Linked DNA regions of Mus musculus: region 2 is linked to region 1. Evidence: chromatin contacts called from public HiChIP or PLAC-seq data. All regions are on one chromosome and are shown on one strand. Each heading gives the region's core, a stretch centred on a gene start, on an enhancer-like site or on the middle of the called end of the contact. The rest is flanking DNA. Distances are from core to core; before and after follow the strand shown. Region 1 overlaps Hunk (hormonally upregulated Neu-associated kinase). Region 2 overlaps Paxbp1 (PAX3 and PAX7 binding protein 1).

Region 1 (5,446 bases), core at 1,407-3,906:
TGTTCCTGGTCTTCCTTGCTTACATTGGCTTACCTTAGGTTATCTATAATACTTGACCCCTATCCCCTGTGTGGTCAGACTCAGGGCAGAACCACAATCACCTCACCCATTTGTTCCAAGAAGCAGCTTATCAAGTCTTCTTGTCACAGACAAGCCCAAATCACAATCCTGCCATGTCCCAGGTAGGGGACCCTGGGGTAAGTTTCTTTTTTTTCTTTTCTTTTTTTTAAGATTTATTTATTTATTATATGTAAGTACACTGTAGCTGTCCTCAGACACTCCAGAAGAGGGAGTCAGATCTCATTACGGATGGTTGTGAACCACCATGTGGTTGCTGGGATTTGAACTCCTGACCTTCGGAAGAGCAGTCGGGTGCTCTTACCCACTGAGCCATCTCACCAGCCCCCTGGGGTAAGTTTCTTAATCTATGTCAATTCCGAGTTTCTCTCTGTCTGGGGAGAGCTGGTGTCTTCTTTAGAAGGATAGAGTGTACACAGGATGCAGAAAGTGGCTTATAGGACCTTGCTTGCCAAGTGCCTAGTGGATTAGACTAGTCCCAACTGGAGACTGTCTGGATTTGTGACTGTGGTCTCCTTGTGTGCCTTTTTTACACTGTAGTTAACAAAGATATAAAATAGACCATATCAGTCTCACCCTTATTGACTGTGAAACTAGATAATTTAGGCCATGGGAGATTGGTTTCAAGACCCCTAAAGAGTCCTAAAAACTACGGATGTCAAGTCCTTTCTATAAAATGATCAGCGTGTAACTTATACACTCCTCCAAATTACATCAGCATTAGCTTCTATATACATCTAACTCAATCCTCTGTAAATAGTTGTTATATTAGGTTGTTTAACGTTTAAGGCATATATATATACATTATATATATTGTCAGTACTTGTTAGTATGGATACAGGAATCATAGATTCAACTACATACCTCAGTGAGGCTTCAGTGGGTACTGGAATGAGGTGGAGGACCAGTGACGTCACATGGTGGTGGGATGCCGGGTATGGGTGCACATGGCTTCAGTGTGGGGCTCCTGCCTGCACATGACGTGACTTCAGTGTAGTGCTCAAGGCTGGCTTGGAACTTGAAATGATCTTCCTGCTTCCACACCTGCGGGAAATGTTTGACTGTGCCCGTATCTTCTGCTGAACTGGTTGAATCTTAGGATGAAAACCTCAGATTGGAGGAGGCCTGACTGTATTTACAAAGCTGAAGTTAATCAGACAGTTGTTTGGATTGACTGATTGTATTTGGACCATTGAGCCTAGCTTCTGTGTTGCTTAATTGTAAGTGAACACAGTTAATTTCCCTTCCCTTCCCTTCCCTTCCCTTCCCTTCCCTTCCCTTCCCTTCCCTTCCCTTCCCTCCCCTCCCCTCCCCTCCCCTCCCCTCCCCTCCCCTCCCCTCCCCTCCCCTCCCCTCCCCTCCCCTCCCCTCCCCTCCCTTTTTTTGTATGTGTGTATGTTGGTGTGGGTGCACGTGTAGTTTAGGCACACACATGTGTCATGGGGCCAACCTTGGGTGGTGTTCTTTGGGAGCCTTCCATCTACCCTTTTTGGTAACAGAGCCTCTCACCAATTAGGCTAGACTGGCTGGTCATTGAGCTCCAGGGGTCAGCACAGCACTGCCTCCCTGGTGCTGGGATTGTGACCACTGCCGATGCTTGAGTACTTTCCATGGGTTCTGGGGGCTGAACTACAATCACTTCATCCCCTCAGTCATCTTCCCACTCCCCTAACCTTTTCTTTGTGAGTGATTAAAAAACTGCTTGGTAAAATGAGAGCTGCCCTCTTGGTTATTTTTTTTGAAAGTGTTGTAACAATCAACATATCTTCTTTACTCTCTCTCTCTCTCTCTCTCTCTCTCTCTTAATGGGTGGGAGGTTAGATTTGTAACCGGCACATCTTGTTTCCCATGAAAGCAACATTAAAATCTTTCCAACCTGATTTTGACCTAGCAAAGCCCCATTTAATTGCGATGAAGGAAATAGATAAACTAGTAGTTAACCCAGATTCTCAGGACGAGGCCCTCTGGGACAGGCATTTAAGAGTTGAAAATGGTAACTCCGATCACAGCTGCCTCGAAACTCAAAAAAAAAAAAAAAAAAAAAAAAAAAAAAAAAAACACCAAACGAGGCAGCACCTCAGAATTTAAGTGGGAAACATTTCTTTGAAGTTTATCATGGTCTCTCTCTTTTCTTTGAAACGGTTCCTTTATGATTCTGATTATATAAATATTCACATCCTTGGGTGTCTCTGTCTTTCACATTTCTTTTTCTTTAATTTAAGCTGTTTACATTTGTGTATTCCTTTTGTATGTATGGGATGCTGGGTGTGGCGCACTATAGTGTGGATGTCAGAGGGAGCTTTGGGGAGTTGCTTCTCTCAGGTTTGGTGGCCAGCGTCTTTACCTGGTGAGCCATCCATCTCTGGCCTAATACAGTTCACATTTCTTTATTGTGTTTTTTGTTTGTTTGTTTGTTTTTGTTTTTTCCAACTCTCAGGCTTCAGGAGTAGTCTGCCTTGTTTTTTGAGGCAGGGTCTCTCCTTGGCCCAGGGCTTACCAATTGATGTTAGGCTGACTGGCCAGTGAGTATCAGATTCCTGTCTCAGCCTTTACTGACTGAGCTACACAGCTCCTCCTTTGTTTAACCCCCTCCTGGACTTTAAATGATAAAGACTAGAAAGTTAGTAACTTGTTGGCTCCTGTGATGGTTTGTATGTGCTCAGCCCAGGGAGTGGCACTATTAGAAGGTGTGGCTCTGTTGGAGTAGGTGTGTCACTGTGGGTGTGGGCTATAAGATCCTCATCCTAGTTGCCTGGAAGCCAGTATTCTTCTATCAGCCTTCAGGTGAAGATATAGAACTCTCATCTCCTCCTGCACCATGCCTGCCTGGATGCTGCCATGTTCCTGCCATGATGATAATGGACCAAACCTCTGAACCTGTAAGCCAGCCCCAATTAGATGTTGTCCTTATAAGAGTTGCCTTGGTCATGGTGTCTGCTCACAGCAGTAAAACCCTAACTAAGACATCTCCTAAATTTAGTTCAAAGCAGCTGAAAAGAGAGAACCCAGTGTGGTAAATACCCATAAAGACATGGTAACTTTCTTTTCAAAGATAAAGAGCAAAAGCTAAGGCACAAGAGTTATACTTATCGATAAAGAAGTTAACGACGGCATAGGAAGTACACTACAGTGCCCCAGCTGGAAGACGCATCCTGTGATTGGTTGGGCCGGGCTTACTCAGTAGCATCCTTTCTCCTAGGTTCTGGGCCTCTTGTCCTTCAGATCTTCCTTTCTTAGCATTAAAATATGTGAAAGTTATTGACTCCTTGAGCCCTCCAGTGCACATGTCAAAGCCCCGACTGACTCCCAGTACCTGGAAGATGGCTGTTTTTGCAAACAGAGTCTTTGAAGAGGAAAATGAGCTGCCATCCTCATTATGGCCTGTGGTCCAGTCTGAGTCTTGTTTTATGAGGAGTTTGGATTCTTTTAAGTGATGGCCTGGCAGTGGTAACTGAAGGTGGGCACGGAAGAGATGAGGGATGACCGGGTACCACATTCGAATGTTCTATAAAGAGTCTGTGCATGGTGAGGAGAGGCCAGGGGCGAGGGCCAAGGAAGCTGCTCCTATGAAGGCTGAAGGGTCCAGGAGAGTGAGCATCTTCCCTGGGAGTTAAGGACAGATACAGGAGGATCTACAAGCGAGGCTGGTTGAGATGGCTTAGTGGGTGAAGGTATTTGCTGCCACCTGATGACCTGAGTTGGATCCCCAGACCTACATCACAGATGGAGAGAATTGACCCTTACAAGTTGCCTTTTGACCTCCCCATGCCCGCTGTGGCTCTTCCAACCACACACATATGCATCCCTCAGAAGTAAATGTAGTTAAAAAAGAAAAAAAAAAAGAAAAGAAAAAGAAGAAGAAACTGAAAGGAAGTTTGAATAAAGGGATGGGCTTATGGAGGTGAGAGTGTCAACCATACTGTGAGAAGGGATTTTCTGCCAGCCACAGAGAAGCCTCCCAAGAAACTGCCCCTGTTAAGGCTTTGATCTCGAACTTCGGACCTTAAAAATTGTGAAGCCACAGATTTCTGTTATTGAGGCAGCCATTGTATTCAGGTAGCCTGAATGGATGGATGAATGAATGAGTGAACGAGTGAGTAAGTGAATGAATGAATATTCTGGGAGATGATGAGAGAGATTGGGCGAACAACTTGTGTTAAAAAGAAGAGGAAAAGAGACCTTAGTTTTAGGATCTCAGCCATCGGGCCTCCAAACAGCTCTGCCCTGTTCACAGAAGCATGCACACACAGACCTGCACACCCCCCCTCCCCCCCCCCCCCCCCCCCGCAGTCCCCCTCTTTCTGCTTATGGATTCTGTGTCCTTCCTGAGCTGTTATCCGCTTTTCTGTGAAGCTGAGCATTTAGTCTTCCGTGGAGAGGAAAGGAGGCCAGGAGGATTTATGAAGGCCTTGCAGGAACACAAATTCTGCTTTATTCAGACTGACATCATAATTGCACGGGGATAAATCAGAGCAGAGTCCGGGGAAGGGCCTTCTTTTCCGAGAGTCTGAGGAACGCGGCTCCGGGGCTGGTCTGACAGAAGGTGATTTAGGTGGGACTTAGGCAGCGAGGCTGAAGGAAGCCACCTGCAGCGAGCTGTAAGGAGCTTGAGTGAATGCAGAGTGAATGCAGACCCGGAGCCCTGCTGGAGCCCTGTGTGGACTTAATCCTTCCTCTCCCGGAGCTATCCTGTCTGTCACTCCCCTGGGTCCTTGTCATCTCTGCCTCCCAGTGTTGACTTCTGTGCCTGCCCAGAGCTGTGTGTCATTAATAGTTACTCAGTAGGAGCCTTGGATGATGGTCACCGTGTGCCAAGCACAGCGTGTAACACCTTGGTCAATCTTATTATCCCTGAGTCACTACAGGGAAGCTTCTTGTCTGGGATTTCTCAGTTCTGGGACCCTCAGCTTAGCTCTGAGGGCCAAGTAGGTTCAGCTGCACTTTGACTTTTTGGCTGAGTTCTGGGTCTCAGGCAGGCAGTATGCTTAGAGACCAATTAATTTGAACAAAGCTACGTGGCTAGAACTTCCTAACAGTTTGCTGTAGTTGCCTCTGACCGTCTGACCGTAATGGCTACCGCATACTAGAGATGAGCCAGGCATAAAAGATGTGTCGTTGAAGTGTGAAATATGTGTCAAAAGAGTTCCAAGGCTTTATATGACGAAGAGCTTGTATGATAGCTCATTAAGAACTCTGAATGCAGAGGCTGGAAGAAAATGGCTCATTGGTACCTGTTGCTCTTGCAGAGGACCCAGGTTTGGTTCGTCTTATCTACAGGGTAGGTTGAAACTATCTGTAACTCCAATTTCAAGGGACCTCACACCCTCTTCTGACCTTAGGCACCAGTCATGCATGTGGTACACACACA
Region 2 (5,446 bases), core at 1,098-3,597, 600 kb after region 1:
TCCTTCCCGAGTACGTCAGTGATGGCAGCACCCACAGAGGCTTGTGAAAGCCCAGTTAGCCCACAGTAAGAGTGAGCCTATCTATCTATCTATACAAGAGGTCCAGTGCACGCACGAGTCTTAACCCAGCCCACAGAGCACTGTAACCGTCTGCCTTAGTGCCAAGAATTAAGAAGGATGAGACTGGTTCCCTCAAGAGAAGACAGTTTACTTTGGTCAGTCATTATCCAAACATGTAAAAAAAAAACATGCTCACCATTAAAAGAACAAGGGGTTACTACACGAATGGCTTATCCCAGGGACAAAGCAGGTATAAAATGAGCCGAAATCTCTGATTCAAGAAAGAGAGCACTTACTTAAGAGGGGACATACTATAAAGCTCCAGAAGTCTTCTAAGAGATAAAACCACACAGGAAACTGAACAATCGCATCCAAAAGATGCAGAACTTGAATCTAGTGGAGAGATCTTAGACAAACTCACACCAAGAGGTCATTACAAAATAACTGGCCTGTCCCCTTCAAAGGTGTCGGTTGTAAACATAAAGAAAGAATGAAGTCCTCTTGTAGATCAAAGGAGACTAAAGAGACTTGTTAATTAGATAATCTGGTGTTTACTTTTGGTGAGTGGAGAATATTTTACATGACTGAAAATGGACATTGGGACGGGTCGCTAAGGACTAGGGAATAGTCATTATCAGTGTGAATGCCCAGATATTGATGCTCTGGCCTGGTCCTGAGGAGTAATTTTCAGGTTTGTAGGAAATATACACAAATATATTTGAAGTAGTGAGGCTATGTGTCAAAGAGATTTGGTCTGATGAGGTTCTAAAGTTAAAAACAAAAACAAAACAACCACCTGTGCTGGATGAGGTGACATGCACCTTCAATCCCAGCACTTGGGAGGCAGAGGCAGGCAGATCTCTCTGAGTTTAAGGCCAGCCTAGTCTACACAGTGAGTTCCTGGACAGCTAGGAATACAAAGTGAAACCCTGTCTCTGAAAAAACCAAAACCCTAACAAACCAAAAAACTCACAACAAAAGAACAAACAAACAAAACCTCCTGCTACTAGCAGATTTATATTAATTAATTTAGTAATTGTTATGACTATTAGTGATTATTAAAAATATATATTTAAGCCAGGCATGGTGGCTCACATCTTTAATCCCAGCACTTGGGAGGCAGAGGCAGGCAGATTTCTGAGTTCAAGGCCAGCCTGGTCTACAGAGTGAGTTCCAGGACAGAGAAACCCTGACTCGGGAAAAAAAAATTATATATATATATATATATAAATAAAACTATCAAACTATGTAACTCATGACTATAAGTAGAAAACCTAACAATATTAAAACTATTTATTTTTGTTTTTCAAGACAGGGTTTCTCTGTGTAGTTCTAGCTGTCCTGGAATCTTATATAGATTAGGCTGGCCTTGAACTCAGAGATCCACCTGCCTCTGCCTTCTGAGTGCTGGGATTAATGGCATGAGGCACCCCCCACTTACTCTGTTAAAATTATTCAAGTGAGAGGGAAAAAAAGGCTCTTCTGAATTGCTCAAAACAATCAACTATGAAGAAAACTCCTAAAATAAAAATTTCATTGATATCTAGAAAAACACCCAAAGAACCACAAATATAGACAGATAGATTTTCATGTATCATTCCTTGGCCTCTTGGTTAAGATCAACTGTCTATTTCTTGGGTTAGAAAGAAATGTTTAGGACTACCTGGGCAGTTTAATAACTACAGCAGGTCCAACTGTCAAAGGAGGTTTATATAACTCCTATTCTTCAGGCAAAGAAGCTGAACTCGCCCTGATGGGTGTGCTTTAAACTACAGCATGAGTTACCCAACTCACATTTTGGGCTTTTCTGATGCTGTCATCTCCGTATTCTGAGTTCTGAAAAGCCATAAGGATGTATCTGTTTAACAAGCCATCTATTGATAACTCCTGAAGAGTTTTGTTTGAGAAAATGCCATACCACTGAAGAAAATTTCCCAATAGCTAAAAAGAAGAAAAAAAAAATGATTAACAGGCAATACCAAGCAATTATTCTTAAGTACAAAGTGAAGTAGTTATATAGTAATACAGCAAACGCAGTGTGATGGACGGTGCCTTGTGTTAGAAAGCACTTCTGAGCTATCTGAGTGCTTCCTACAATAAAAGCTACTCTTGCTCACCGTGTATAAAATGAAATGCTGTCATGAAATGAAGCCTCATCCCACCCAACCATACCAATGTCTAGTTTCCCCACTCATTTCCACTGCAGTAAACAGCAGGCAGCACTCTGTAGCCAAAGACTCAGGCCAGAGGCACCCAGGTCACCTTGATCACTCTGGCTCCACCTCCACCCAACCTGCGCTTTTCAGCACTCCATAGTTCCTGCACTGACGCTCAAGTGTACTGCGGTGTCTTTTCCCCAGCAGAGGTCCAAACAGAAACAAGCCTAGACATGATTTGAGTATCTCCATTCAATTTTTCTTAAGGACAACACAAAACTAGTCCCCTTTAAAAGAAAAATCATTACACACATAGAGACTTGAGGGCATGCAGAATTAATTTCTGTTAAGAAGAGCTATTCAAAGGCAGACTGGCCTGAGCTAGATTCCCGACTTGTATTACCAATGGAATGACACTGCAGGTCAGACTGTGTCTCCCTGACCTATACAAAGAACAACAGTGATAGTGTCTACTTGACAGAGTCATTCTGAGGTTTCAAGATAAAGGGTGCGGCACAATAGAGAGATAGCAAAAATGTTCCAATTTTCATTATCCCCCATCCTCAACCTACTTCAACCCATTTGTTCTATACAGCACACACAGTCATCTTCAAAATGGCAATTTGTTTCTGTCCTTTCCATGCTAAAAATCACCCATGACTCTCATATCCATACTCTACTAACTTTCAACTAGGGCTGAAATTCAACTCAAAGCAGAAAGGATTGTCTTCACAACAAATATTGCTGTAACAAAGAGGGATTTCATCCAGGCCTTACATCTAAAATAAAAAGGTATTTTATTTAATTTCATTTTGTATATATGGATGTTCTGCATGTATGCCATGTCTGTGCACCATGTTTGTGTGGTGCAAGAGGAGGCAGCTATGGATCTCCATGCTGGTGCCTAGGTTCTCAGTGCTCTTAACCCCAGAGCCATCTCTTTAGCCTCTAAAGTTAACTGTAAACACATAACACAGCTAAATGTAAAACCTAAAACTATGAAACTTCTAGCTACAGGAGAAAAACTTCATGGTTCTCTATAAGGAAGGCATTTCTAAGTATGGCTTCTAAAGCACAAAGAACCCACGCAGGCAGGGGACAGGTGAGCCGTGCAGCGGTGAGAACCCCACTCAGGCTCAGCTGGGTCCATTACCCAGTGTGCAGCATCGTCATGACTGCTGCAGCATCAACTCAGTGCAGCACTGAGGAGGGGAGAGCGCAGGAGTTCAAGATCAGCCTGGGCTGCACAGCAAGTCTGAAATGGGCCTGGGCTACATGAGACCTCAATTCAGCAGCAACGAAAACCCACAAGAACTTTTACCCTTGAAATAAATGAGAAACTAAAAGACAAGCCAGACAAAGTTTAAAAATCATCTCCACTTCATTTTCTCCAGAGTTTAGAACTCTACGCATAAGAGGAAAACATGAGCCAAAGTCCTGAGAACAACAGAGGCACGGTGAGCACAGGAACAGGGCTCACCACCACTCATCAACCCAGCAGACGGAGGGCACAGAGCGAACAGAACCCTCTCCACACTGCTGCGGACACACACCACACAGCCTCTCCTGGTTTCCCTCAGAGGGCTGAAATGAGAACACCGACTGCAGAGATCCCCACAGCATCTCCCTCATTACTCCAACTGAAAACCATTTCAAGTCTTCAAATTAGGAAATGAGTTAAACAAAGGAAAGCTGAACTTACAGCTCCCTCAGCAGCAAAAAGCAGCAAACCACTGCTAACAGGAAATGAAAGTGAATGTCAAACACACCCAAGGAGACGAGCCAGCCTCACACGGCTCCCTGTTGTATAGCTCCACTAATAGAACCGTGGAACACAAGCAGGTTGGGAGGTCAGGGCTAAACTACAAAGGGGACAAATGTATAAAACGCACAGAACTGGAGTGAGTGAGTGAGTGAGTGTAAATTACCAGAGGAGAGGCACCCAGACAGAACCTCATAGCTTGCTCTAACCTTGAGGGTGAAGACGAGCTTTCTCCAGGATGCTCCTGCTTCCCTACTCCCGCCTTCAGGCACTCATCTCCATCTTCATCCACACCCGCTCTCCTTTACCTGGAGTCTACTTAAGTCCCTTGCATCACACTCCAGGATCACCTCCAGGGAGGGAGAGGATCCCCAATGGCTCCCTGGGGCCCTTTCTCATCAGTGGGCTGTCTACCTACAAACTGTGCTGTGCTGTAAACCTCCTAGAAGGCTTCTGTCCCAGCCATGCTGCCCCGACTCGGGAGAAGAGAGTGCTCTAGTTGCTCAATGCGCTACGTTCTGTTTTCACTAAGCTGTGGTCTATAGTTGAACAGTTTGTGAGACTGCATAGGCCTTACTTTCAAAATTCCCTGTGAAAATATCAAACTGAAATAAACATTTGAAATAATACTTGGTTGTAAAATGAAAGTGTGTGTATGTCTCAGAGATATAAACCTGAGTTAATAAAAGACAAAAATTGTCTCAAAATATAGTACATGAAGTCCAAAAAAATTACATATTTTTAGATAGTCTCTGATTACATACCTTAACAGACGACCAAAACTGTCGTTGAAAAAATAAGTAAGGCCCAGAATTTTTATTTTCTAAGACACTGAAAGAGAAACGAAGCACAATCAAATGTTTGTAAGTAAATAAATGCCAAATGCCGCTTCATCCCGATCAGTAAGATAAATGCTGCTTCATTCTGATCAGTAAGAACGTCCTCAAGTAACGGGGTCAGGAAAACGACCCAGCAGTGTGCAGCAGCAGTGAGGCTCTGGCACGAGGGCCAGCTTAGCATTCACCTCAGAAGAGAGGGAGAGAGGGAGGGAGATGGAGAGAGAGAGGGGAGGGGAGAGGGATAGGAGGAAAGAAGACAGAGAGAAGGAAAGAGGGAGCTGCAAAAAGAGGGAAGAGAGAGGAAGGGAGCGAGTCTGAAGGCCTGTGAAGTCAAATATACTGAAGGAAACAAACAACAACTCAATTTTAAACTATTTTAAGAACATTATTTGCTATATTCTGTTCAAAACAATTCCTCCACCTCTCTGGGTAATTTTATACTACTCAGGCACAGTTTATACGTCAAGCCACCTTTATTTTTCTAATCTAGACCCTGAAAGCAAATATAGAATGTTGCATCTCATGTTCGTATGGCTTACTTACTTTTTGGGATATAGGGGCATAAATACATCATCATCTAAAGTTCTTCTCATCCTCAGTAAAAGAGCTTTAAGGTATACCTACGGAGT

What was found. HiChIP or PLAC-seq counts read pairs in DNA pulled down with a chosen protein or histone mark.
Region 2: a contact with region 1 is called in an H3K27ac HiChIP or PLAC-seq map of embryonic stem cells, with 5 read pairs. The contact joins two enhancer-like sites. A contact is called at or near these places in 1 of 39 promoter capture datasets (cranial neural crest) and 2 of 115 datasets of contacts at active chromatin or transcription factors (embryonic stem cells and stem cell-derived neural progenitor cells).

The regions. Positions count from the first base shown.
Region 1 is chr16:90,414,160-90,419,605 of GRCm38.p6, forward strand. The region is part of intron 1 of Hunk (hormonally upregulated Neu-associated kinase); the gene reads left to right. Among named protein-coding and RNA genes, the nearest start is that of Hunk, 30 kb to the left of the region's middle. Within about 2 kb of position 2,657, at least 4 of the 459 cell types and tissues checked have an H3K27ac peak or open chromatin away from gene starts, as enhancers often do. A contact at or near this core is called in embryonic stem cells, where this site is marked.
Region 2 is chr16:91,017,309-91,022,754 of GRCm38.p6, forward strand. It overlaps Paxbp1 (PAX3 and PAX7 binding protein 1), which reads right to left. Exons shown (of 18, transcript NM_026110.2): 14 at 5,361-5,437; 15 at 4,743-4,809; 16 at 1,855-2,001. Among named protein-coding and RNA genes, the nearest start is that of Synj1, 8.7 kb to the left of the region's middle. Within about 2 kb of position 2,348, at least 10 of the 459 cell types and tissues checked have an H3K27ac peak or open chromatin away from gene starts, as enhancers often do. A contact at or near this core is called in embryonic stem cells, where this site is marked.